Linked DNA regions of Sus scrofa: region 1 is linked to region 2. A link is a contact called in public HiChIP or PLAC-seq data. All regions are on one chromosome and are shown on one strand. Each heading gives the region's core, a stretch centred on a gene start, on an enhancer-like site or on the middle of the called end of the contact. The rest is flanking DNA. Distances are from core to core; before and after follow the strand shown. Region 1 holds the start of LOC106510102. Region 2 holds the start of SLC19A2 (solute carrier family 19 member 2).

Region 1 (5,227 bases), core at 274-2,773, 880 kb before region 2:
CAATGATATTCTGTGAAAGAAGTGAAAACAAGTATCCACACAGATATTTGTATGTCAATGATCACTGCAGCATTATTCATAATAGGTGAAAAATTAAAACAGCTCAAGTGTTCAGATATTTGTATGTCAATGCTCACTACAGCATTATTCATAATAGGTAAAAAATTAAAACAGCTCAATTATTCAGCAACAATTGAATGGATAAATGAAATGTATATAATACAATGGAATATTATTCAACCATAAAAAGGAATGACATTCTGATACATGCTACATCATGATGTGTTAAGTGAAATAAGCCAGGCGCAATAGGACAGATATTGGATGATTTCATTTATATTAAATATCTAGAATAGAAATATTCACAGAGCCAGAAAGTAGTTTAGAGGTTAACAGGGGCTGAAGGGATGTGGGAAGGGGGAGTTGTTGCCTTAATGAGTACAAAGTTTGTGTTTGGGGTGATGAAAAATTTATGAAAAAAGATAGTGGTAACCATTACATGATATCGTGAATGTAATTAATGCCACTGAATTGAACACCTAAAATGGTTAAAATTATATACTTTTAAATATTTATTTTACCACAATTTTAAAAGTTCATTGCTTTGGTCTTTCACATTTAAATGGTATTACATTTTATAGTTTACCAAATATTGACATAATATTTAATTCTCACAGTCCCATGAAGATGGCAGAATATTTACCATTTCCTCCATCCCCCTTGCTCCACAATAAACATTCAGTTTATTGATAATAAACTGGGTGCTTAGAGTGATTTTGTAGAAAGTTGCAGAGTTAATTCTCATACCAAGTGTCTTCAAGTGATGGTCTCTTAGGTATTCAAACCCTGAGGATTCTTCCAGGGTCAGCTGACCTTCTCAACCTCAGTTGTTGCCCTAGGCTTTTAGGCTCTGGTTATGACTGACCTCCGTACGGCCCCTAACTTTAAAGATCTGACCATCTGAATGGAGAATTGTTAAAAGAGGGTAATTTCAGTCAAAACATGCCTGGAAAGAGATTTAACTTAAACCTCCAGAAGATGCCCAAAAAGATGATGTACCCAAAATCCCCAAATAGAATGGATCTGAGGTTCCCCAAAGCTGCAGCAAAGATTGGGTGAACCTGGAATGTTTAAGACATACTGGGAATTGTTGATCAAGGTCTAATTCTTTTAGGTTCACTGAGAGCCCATGTCACCTCATTTGATCCTCACTACAGTGGAGGGAGATGCAGGAATAGGGATGTTTTCTCCTTTTTATAGTTGAGAGAAGGTTAAGTGCTTGCCCAAGGTCATTGAGTCAGAGAGGACTAGGAGCAAAATAGAACTCAGGTGTCCTGACTTCTAGGTTGAGCCCCTTTCCATTATGCTGCAGCTGCCTGCTTCCAAGAGACCCACATGCAATGCCTGAAAAATGCCATGCAGAAGACTGCTGTTACTATTCTAGGTTTAAGTTGGGGGAGGGATGCAGTGAGTACAGCTAGAGGTGGAGTGGGGGATGCCATCCTGCCATCATGGATAGGGAATCTTTTTTATGGCTTATGCCACTCCAACTGGCATAAACAAGGCATAGCTGAAGATTAAATGTCCCGAACATTATTAGCCCATTAGATTTCTTAATACCTTCTCCCAGGACTCTGTTCTCTTTACGCTCTCAATCAAATTTCTGTTTATCAAATTTCTAAAATGTTCATGAGAAGAGGTCCTCTTCCTTGTCACTCTTCAGGGAGCAAACACTCTCTTGTATGCTTTGGAAAGGAAAACAATTCCTTTTAGTTCAGAACTCAAGTTTCCAAGAAAAAGTCTTCTTTATCCCTAACTTGGGTGACTGATTTGTCCCAGACTATCTGGGACTTTCCCAGCTGAAAGTCCTGTGTCTGCCCTTTAACCCAGGACAAACTGGGGTAGTTGGTCATCCTACCATGGCCCTGATTTTCTGCATCAGTTCCCCCCACTCCCCAGCTGGAATCCATACCTCTTCCATTCTAATATTTAGGACTAATTTTTGCAAAGTTGATCCTGTGAGCACAGTTGTTAATAGCCAATAGGAGTCCCATGTGATAATTGGGGACAGAGGGAGAGGGGGCTTTCATGGATTGCCCAGCTCAGGCAAGATGATGTTGATGGGAAGGAGTTCCCTCTTCCTGCTTCTGAGGGTGATAAATCACACCCTGCAAAATGCTTTGTTCTCACGAGAAAGATATTCTATGGCTCTGTCTACCTCTAACCACAGCAGATGGATTGGTGAACTGGGCTTGATGGCCTTTCACTCTATGGGACAAGGAGAGTCCCTGTGAAGGTAGAGGACAGACTTTTTTAGGTCCTGGGCTTCCTGGTGGGAGACTTGAGGGACTCCTAGGAGTAGAAGAGAGTAGCTGTGGCTTGTTGGAGATGAGATGAGGAGATGTTGGTGCTACTGGCTCTTGCCAGCAGGAAATTAGGACTATCCATGGCCCCAGGGAAAATTTTTTTTAATGTTTTCAGAATAGAACATTCTAATCAAGCCAAGCAGGGAGCAATTACCTACATTGTCAATCAGTCTAGGTAGTAATTGGGAAGATTCAGCACGAATCAGTTTGTCCTTCATTTCTCTTGGCAAAGTAGGTCTGATGACTTTGGCTGGCTTTAGCCGGCTCACTGTGGCTGGCAGGTTGTCCCAGCAGATTAGATGAAGCGTTGGCGCTAGCAGAGAGGTTAAAGCACTTGCTCAGGTGCCCCCTTCCCACGTGTTCTTAATTTCTTAGGACGGAGTTCTCTGTGCAGGCTTAGATCTGGCCGCCTTTCCGACTTGTCACAGGGTATTTGTTGCTGCTGGATTTGTTTTAGGGCGTGACTATTTGACAGCTGGGGTCGGGGGAAGGGTGTGGGGAGGACCTCTAGTAGCATTTCGCTTGCCTTGCTGCCTGGAGCCTCCTTAAAGGAGAAGATGAATTCACTGCATGTGTGCGCGGGCCTTATGTAAGCTGCAGGCGGCAGCGCAGAGTGGAGAACGTGAAGACAGGCGGGGGCAGGGAGATTTGGCGAGGCAGGCCCCGCAGTGCAGAAACCAGCTCTGAAAGCTGCGCGTGGAGGTGCGGTAGGACGGTACTGCTGCAATGCGGAGACAGCTTCAGGGGCGGAGGAGTGTTTACGAGCTTCTAGTGGTGGTGCTGGGATGCAAAGCCCTAATTTGGCAATGCTCAGGGCGGGTGGGCTGGAGAAGGTGGGAAAGCTGCCTTATTGGGGCTTGTTTGTGACAATAGGTAGGGGCGGGCAGTGAGGGAGAAAGAAGGAGGGGGAAAGGCCAGAGGCCTAGGAGCAGCTTTGTAGGAGGAGGAGTTAAAGCCACAAGATTCTTTCTTCCCAGTGATCTCAGCCTGATTCCTCCCCATCTTTGACTCTCTTAAACTGTGGCGCACAGCCGCCCACCTAGCTCCTCCTTACTAGCAGAAGCTTTGCTGGAGTCATCATGTTTGGGATTACCCAATAGCATCTCGGGGGAGTAGGCACCTCCATGTTTCATCAGTCAGGTGTTTGCAGTCCCAGAAAATTTGAGTTTAGTCTGTACAAGGTACCAGGCAAGGCTTTTCAGGGCATTTTCCTGTGCTCTGGGTCTTAAAGGATGATGATAAGAAACAGAGGAGGGCTAAATAAATAAAGCATACAGTTGAACATGGTACCTGAAATCTGTGAGGGAGGTACAAGGTGCTACATGTTTTTGTCTGTTTGTTTGTTTTCTATAGGTTCAAATACCTAACACCTCTTTCCCACTAGCTGATTTTCTGCTTTGGACCACCAAGGTGTGGTTGTTTTGTATATTTCTGCAAAAACTCATCAACTTGTCAATAGGGCAGATCTATAGGTACATTTCAGCTTCTATTCAACTTCAGTATTCACTCTATTTTTGCCCTCCTGGAGAAAGCTGGCCTTTAAAATCAGACCTGGGCAAAGATCTTGGCACTGTCATTTACTTGCTTTGTGTTTTTAGGCAAGTACCTTCACTGTCAGTTTACTTATCTGTTAAGTGGGGCTTAAGTAAAAAGTGGTTAAGAGCACAGGTTCTGAAGTTAAACTGCCTAGGCTTGAATACACAGTCCACTACTTAGTAACTGTGGTCTTAGGTAAGTTGCTGAACCTCCCAGTGCCTCAGTTTCTTCATCTGGAATATGGGGACAATAATAGCATCTACCTCACAGGGTTGCTATGGTGATTAAATATGTTAATATATGAATATAGCTTAAAATAGTGGCTAATAAAGACTAAGTGTTTTATATAATAATGGTGATAACAATAATTTCATCACAAGGTTGTTGTGAGGTATAAATTAGAAACCTTACATAAAAGTACCTGGAAAATAAATATGAGTACACATAATTGTCTCTTATGACAAGTTAGGAAACAACAGAAACGCCTTTCTGTACTAACACTCTGAACAACATAATTAAGTCGGATATGTGTAGATAATTTCTTATTCTTTGCTACTTTCCTTTTAAGAAGATGGATACCAAAGTTGATATAGGGAGTGACTATTAATATGATATAATAGCTCTTAACAGTAAATACAAAAGACATGCTAAAGTACAATTTTCAAAAAGGTAAAAATCATGACTCATATACAAATATATAATGAATAAATTTCAAACATTTATTTAACCCATTAATTAATTAGAGGATGAGTAAGATGCTAAAATCTGTTTGAAGGAAAATTTGAAGAACACACGCACAAACACACAGGATCAGGAATGCTGAGATGAATTCTGTAATAGATACAAAACTGGTTAAGCTTATAATGCCATAAAATATAATACTTGGGATGAACTTTTTGGAAATTAATCAAATCTCTACCAACAAAATTCATTTGCATTTCTATAGACCAGATAATTTTCTTTACTCTCAGTTTTTTACAGGTTGGCTTCAATTTCTGTAGAGCTGTAAAATTGCCTAGTTTATGAAAACAGCTGAAGATGTACACCCTATAGAGCCTGCTACCTGATGTTCAGATTGTCACTGAAAAAATGCACCTAGTAAAGTCCCTAGTAATTACAGATAAATCAAAAGAGAAAATATCTTTTTTTTAAATTTAAATTTTTTTTTTTTTTTTTGCTTTTTGGGGCTGCCCCTGCGTCATATAGAAATACCCAGGCTAGGAGTTGAATTGGAGCTTGCAGCTGCTGGCCCACATCACAACCACAGCCATGCAGTACTTGAGCTCCATCTGCAACCTATGCTGCAGCCTAGGGCAAGGCCAGTT
Region 2 (5,147 bases), core at 2,634-5,133:
GCAAAGGGAATTGATTTTATTGTAAGGTGCCATTCACAGCTCTTTGGATCAGAGCTTATTTGTGCTTTCTTCCGAGATACAAAAAGTCAAGGGAAACAGATGTTCAGTTTTAAGCTCTACTTCAGATTTAGACTTTTAGAATCAAGTTTCAATTAAACAGCTAGTTAATAAGCACTTATTTGCACAACACTGTTTTGTAACTGCATGGAGATCACAAAAACAAAACAAAAAAAGAATAAAATGAAGCCTCAGTCTTCTGGGAGTTCTGAACCTGGTGTAGAACATACACACAAATTATTGATGAGGTAGACAGGCTATATGGGATTGCTTATTTGAAATGGACTTGGAAGGATGAGAAAGTTGGAGGCTAAGAGAAAGATATCAAAAGCTATGTATGGGAAGGTTATTCCAAGAAGAGAGCTCATCTTTGAGTCTGGTCAGTGGATGAGACTGGATATACTGGATGGGATGAATGTGGATGGAGCCTGGACACGCTTAGCAAGGGAAAGAAGGATGCAGTAGGAGATAAGGGTGTTAAGGAAGGAAAAGCCAAATTCTCTAAGGCTCTGAATATCAGGAAAATAGTTTTAATGTTTTAAATATATCAACAAAAGCTAGTGAATGTCAAATCACATGCTGAAAAAGATGAAGGGAAAAAAGCTTTTGGTGATAAAGAGCTCTATTTTTTTAAAGGTGTGGCTTTCACCTATTGAAACACAGTCAAAGTTTAACCTGTTTAAAATTTATAAAGTGATGGAGTTCCCATTGTGGCTCAGTGGAAAAGAATCTGACTAGCATCCATGAGGACGCAGGTTTGATCCCTGGCCTCTCTCAGTGGTTAAGGATCCGGTTTTGCCATGAGCCGTGGTGTAGGTCACAGATGTGGCTTGGATCCCACGTTGCTGTGGCTGTGGTGTAGGAGAGCTGCTATAGCTCCAATTCCACCCCTAGCCTGGGAACCTCCATATGCTGTGGGTAGGGCCCTAAAAAGACAAAAATAAATAAATAAATAAATTATAAAGTGATACAAGTTAATGGTTCTCCTGAAATCTAAGAAAAAAAAAATCCTTTGGGAGTGGAAGAGGAAATTCTGACCTCTCCGCCCCTTTTGTCTTTGGACTTGGTTAACAATAGCTCTGTTTAAGATGATCACACTTGGCCCATCTAAAGTCTCCTGGGGGAAAATACAAAATTCAACACAAATATCACTGACTATGATTTGACATTCGCCTTGCCTAAAAATCATGTAATATTAAATAAATATATAATTCCCCACTGATGAAAACAAGCACTCAGGAAGGAGAACAAGTTGTCCTATTTATTTCAATTATTGGAGATTCAAAAAATCCAGGGTTCAAGAGAGGGTGGACAGAGCCATACTGTGCACAACACATGACCTGCTGCATATGACCAGCAGAGCTGGCTATGATTCTGAGGTCCTCAGAGACAAATGACAGCCCTTTCCAGACCACCAGATTTCTCTTCAGACCTGCCATCTTCCTTATCTAACTTGCAGTAACAGAAGTGTGCTATGTTTCTGTTATACATTCAGCAACTATTTCCTGGGCTAGGGTACCCCTGCCTCATTCCTATACCCCTGAACATATTTCACTCACCCCAGGAAGCTTTCTGATAAGACAGGGCAAGTGACTGCACATCACATACCAATTCCACCCAGGGCACTTGGACAAAGTAGGTCTGCTTTCAAATATCAACACTGGGAGCATGTTTTTCCCCCATGTGCACAAGCTGTGCAGATCACATGGCAGTTCACATGAAACTAATTGTTAGCAGCCCACAAGCAGAATCATTTCTGCTTCAGTGGCTATACTCAGATTCAGTTGTTAAGGGTCTCCAGAATCATTCTCTTTTGTATTTACTGTCATTTTTTTCCTGTAGAACCATTCTATTCATAAGAGTTGGCTCCTTCCACTTTCCTATTGTTTTTAAAAAATATTATAGTTCAAACAGGTAATGAATGGTCCATATGACTGCGAAATAGAAGATCTAATGTTGGGTAAAAGCTACTTGCTAGTGGTGAGATGATATGAGAAACAAGTGAAATCCTCAACCCAGGGTTCAATGCCAATTTTCAATTCCCTGTTAAGTTCTCTTAAAAATAGAAGTGGTGTATGGATTGACTGGCCAATGGGGACCTGCACGAGGAATTCTACCCAATATTCTGTGATAATCTATATGGGAAAAGACTCTGAAGAAGAATGTGTGTATATGTACAACTGAAATCACTGTTATACAGAAGAAATTATCACAACATTGTAAATCAATCATTCTTCAATAAAACTTAAAAAAAAAATGGAGGAGCAAGGCAACAACAAACTGGACTATGAGTAATTATATCCTGCACTAACCTGTTATGCAGGGATACCAAGTTGCTACTCAGAAGTGACTACTACTCACAGGGGAAGGAGTAAGGTTTAAATGGGAGAAATATTTCATAGGCACTGGAGCAGGGAGGCAGGGTGGGAGGAAGAGTTGACAGAGGAAAAAACGGCTAACAATTCCCCACTCAGCTTTCACTCTTTGTATTGTTCCAGAAAGGAATACCGGGCCTCAGTTTTCATGCTTTGTAGTGTTCAAGGGAAAGGATGCTGAATCTGCTTTATTTGGGCCTTGTGGTAGCACCTTAAATTTAACTCCTTCTTCAGTTAATATCTTCTTCAAAAAACAAGTGTTGAGATTGACCATACACTTTAAAGAGTTAAATACATTTTTAAAGCACACCATGCACTTCTGGAGTACTTAAATATCCTCCCAGGGAAAATCACTCAGCAAGAAGTTCTTGATCATGGACTATGTACTCTCAATTACTCTGAACACAGCAGAACAGAAAGGAGCAAGACTAACATCCGTGAAGCAACAATTCACAATGCCAGAAGAACTCTAATTAAATTCCAACTATGTGACAACACCTAAATATCTGCTTTTATCCCAGGAGGTTGGTAGAGGTGAGAGGCAGGGCATATTCTAGGACATAGTCTCACGCAATTAAAAATCAAGACGAGATAAGGGATGGGTTCTTGTCCTATACAGTCCTTATCTGAGTACATCTATCTGTCAAGGGTAAACAAAGTAAGGTAGGGGAAGGAAGAGGGTACAGTAGGTAGAGGGAAGATCCTTTCAGAAAACAGGAGTTGCCTTGCATCTGTTTCCTTACTTTCAGGCAGCAAATATTTATTTAAACCTTCACTATGTTCGAAGTACAACCTGCTGTTTTCCCTTTTTTCTCCAAATATTCTTCTCCTCCCCGCCCCCCTCCCACTACTGGTTCAGTCTGAGCAGAGTTACACAGTTACAGCATCATCCGCACATCGCCTGAAGCACAAGGGCACTAGGGTTTCCGAACTGCGTTCCGAACCCTTCACCTGAAACATGTCCTATAAATTCAACGGAGGACAGAAAAACAGCATGAATTACGGCAGCGCCCAGCAAGAAGCCTTTTTTCAAAGAGGAACATTCAGGAATCTCTCCCCAGAATGGCTCCTGGGGCTCAAGCGCCTTTCTCAGTCCTGTCTTTCAACCGCACCCGCCTCGGCCCGCCCGTCCCCTCTGCCAGCGGAGCCAGCGTCCTCCCGCCGCGCCTACCTCCCTCTCCGTCAGGTTTTTGTCGGGCCCCAGCAGGTAGGGGGTCAGGAAGGGCTCAGACGGCCTGAGGCTGGCGAAGAAGCCGTAGGCGCAGATCAGCGCGGTGGGCAAGAACCAGCATTCGCGCGGGACCCGAGCCGTGCGCAGGAGCACGGTTGCGGCCGCCGCCGCCGCCCGCCGGGACACCGGGCCGGGCACATCCATCCGGGGCGCGAGGGACGGGGACCCGGCCCCTTCCTGCTCCTTTTCGTCTTCCACCAACTGGAGTCAGGTTGAAGCACTGCCCCAGTGCGGGCACCTGCGATCGTAAGTGTTTCCTCCTCCCGGCAGGGCCAAGCACTTCTGGGATGGCCGCCTCCGACCGCAGAACCTCTCAGCTTTTCCTGGCAGCAGGATCTTCACGTGTCGCCGCCCGCAGCGCCACGGAAAACCTGACACTCCCGAAGACCCACCTTCCGCCACCGCCTCCCCGCTGGGAGCCAATCACAGCGGACGTAGGGCATTGGCTTCTCTTCTATTGGTCACAAGCTGGGAGCCCGGGGCGGTGGCGGTGGCTGCAACACGCCTGGCGGCTGACGTCCTCTGGTTCGGGCGCCGAGGACTTGGAGGACTCAGCTCCTAACGCGACTGCTTGTGGTTTCGGCGCGCGACGGTCAGGCGGCGATCGGCCCGCCCACGCTGGAGGTCGGCTCGGTCATGCTCAGTGCAGCAGCTCACCTTTCCGGAGTGCTCCATGTGGGCTTTATCCCCACGGAGAGGAAAACGCTGTTCCAGTCTTCTCTCTCATTTTTAAACGCAGTCCCTCTCTGGACGTCCGCTCACATTCTCCTCAAGCGGCCAGCGCGGGGCAAAGATTTAACCTTGAGGCGGAAGAATGCTCTATTTTTCTTCCAGCGGCTTTCAGTCTGTAGATTGTATTCATCTGCAGTAAAAAGACATGGGAAGCCTGGAACCTAAGCAGTTCAGGGCGTTTACCAAAAGACCGAGCTGGAAAACGATAAAATACTGTGAAAAGAATGAATGAGCTAGTCACTTAACAGAAGGACCATGATGGAGTTCTAATTAAGGGTATTAGCTTTATTTCATTACTTTTTGTAAGCGGGGTACAAAGAAAGTAAACATAATTGTAGATATATCCTGTGTTTAAAGGGTAAGGGGGAAATCCCGAGTCATTAAAGCAACAGCAAAGTATCACCTCTTTATTAAAAAAAAAAAGTCTTGGCATAGTTTTCAAGGGCAAAGCTTGAAAATACCCAGGGTTTGCTTTCACTTCTCTCTTTTTCTGCCTGACTCAGCTTGACGGTATCCCAGTCCTTTCACTGCAGACCAAGCTGCACCAAAAGCAATTTCTCCTGTGCAGTATTTGTAGAGTACAGATACTGCCAGAAGCTCACAGAAAACATTTTGAACTGTTTTGCTTTATGTATATCACGAATCATCTCAAATTCCCTTCTGAGTCAGCAAATGACCCTTTTTGCAAAGAGGATACTTTTTGCTATCAGCCACAAAAAATGACTCTCTCTACCACATGGAAGGACATACCA

The links. HiChIP or PLAC-seq counts read pairs in DNA pulled down with a chosen protein or histone mark.
Region 1: a contact with region 2 is called in an H3K27ac HiChIP or PLAC-seq map of skeletal muscle, with 2.1 times the contacts expected there. The contact joins the promoter of LOC106510102 here to the promoter of SLC19A2 in region 2. A contact is called at or near these places in 3 of 47 Hi-C or Micro-C datasets (fetal heart ventricle, heart right ventricle and skeletal muscle) and 1 of 2 datasets of contacts at active chromatin or transcription factors (skeletal muscle).

What each region holds. Positions count from the first base shown.
Region 1 is chr4:82,383,677-82,388,903 of Sscrofa11.1, reverse strand. It overlaps LOC106510102, which reads left to right and starts at 1,523. Exons shown (of 9, transcript XR_002343354.1): 1 at 1,523-3,068.
Region 2 is chr4:81,508,957-81,514,103 of Sscrofa11.1, reverse strand. It overlaps SLC19A2 (solute carrier family 19 member 2), which reads right to left and starts at 3,883. Exons shown (of 6, transcript NM_001142667.1): 1 at 3,604-3,883. The coding sequence starts at 3,807.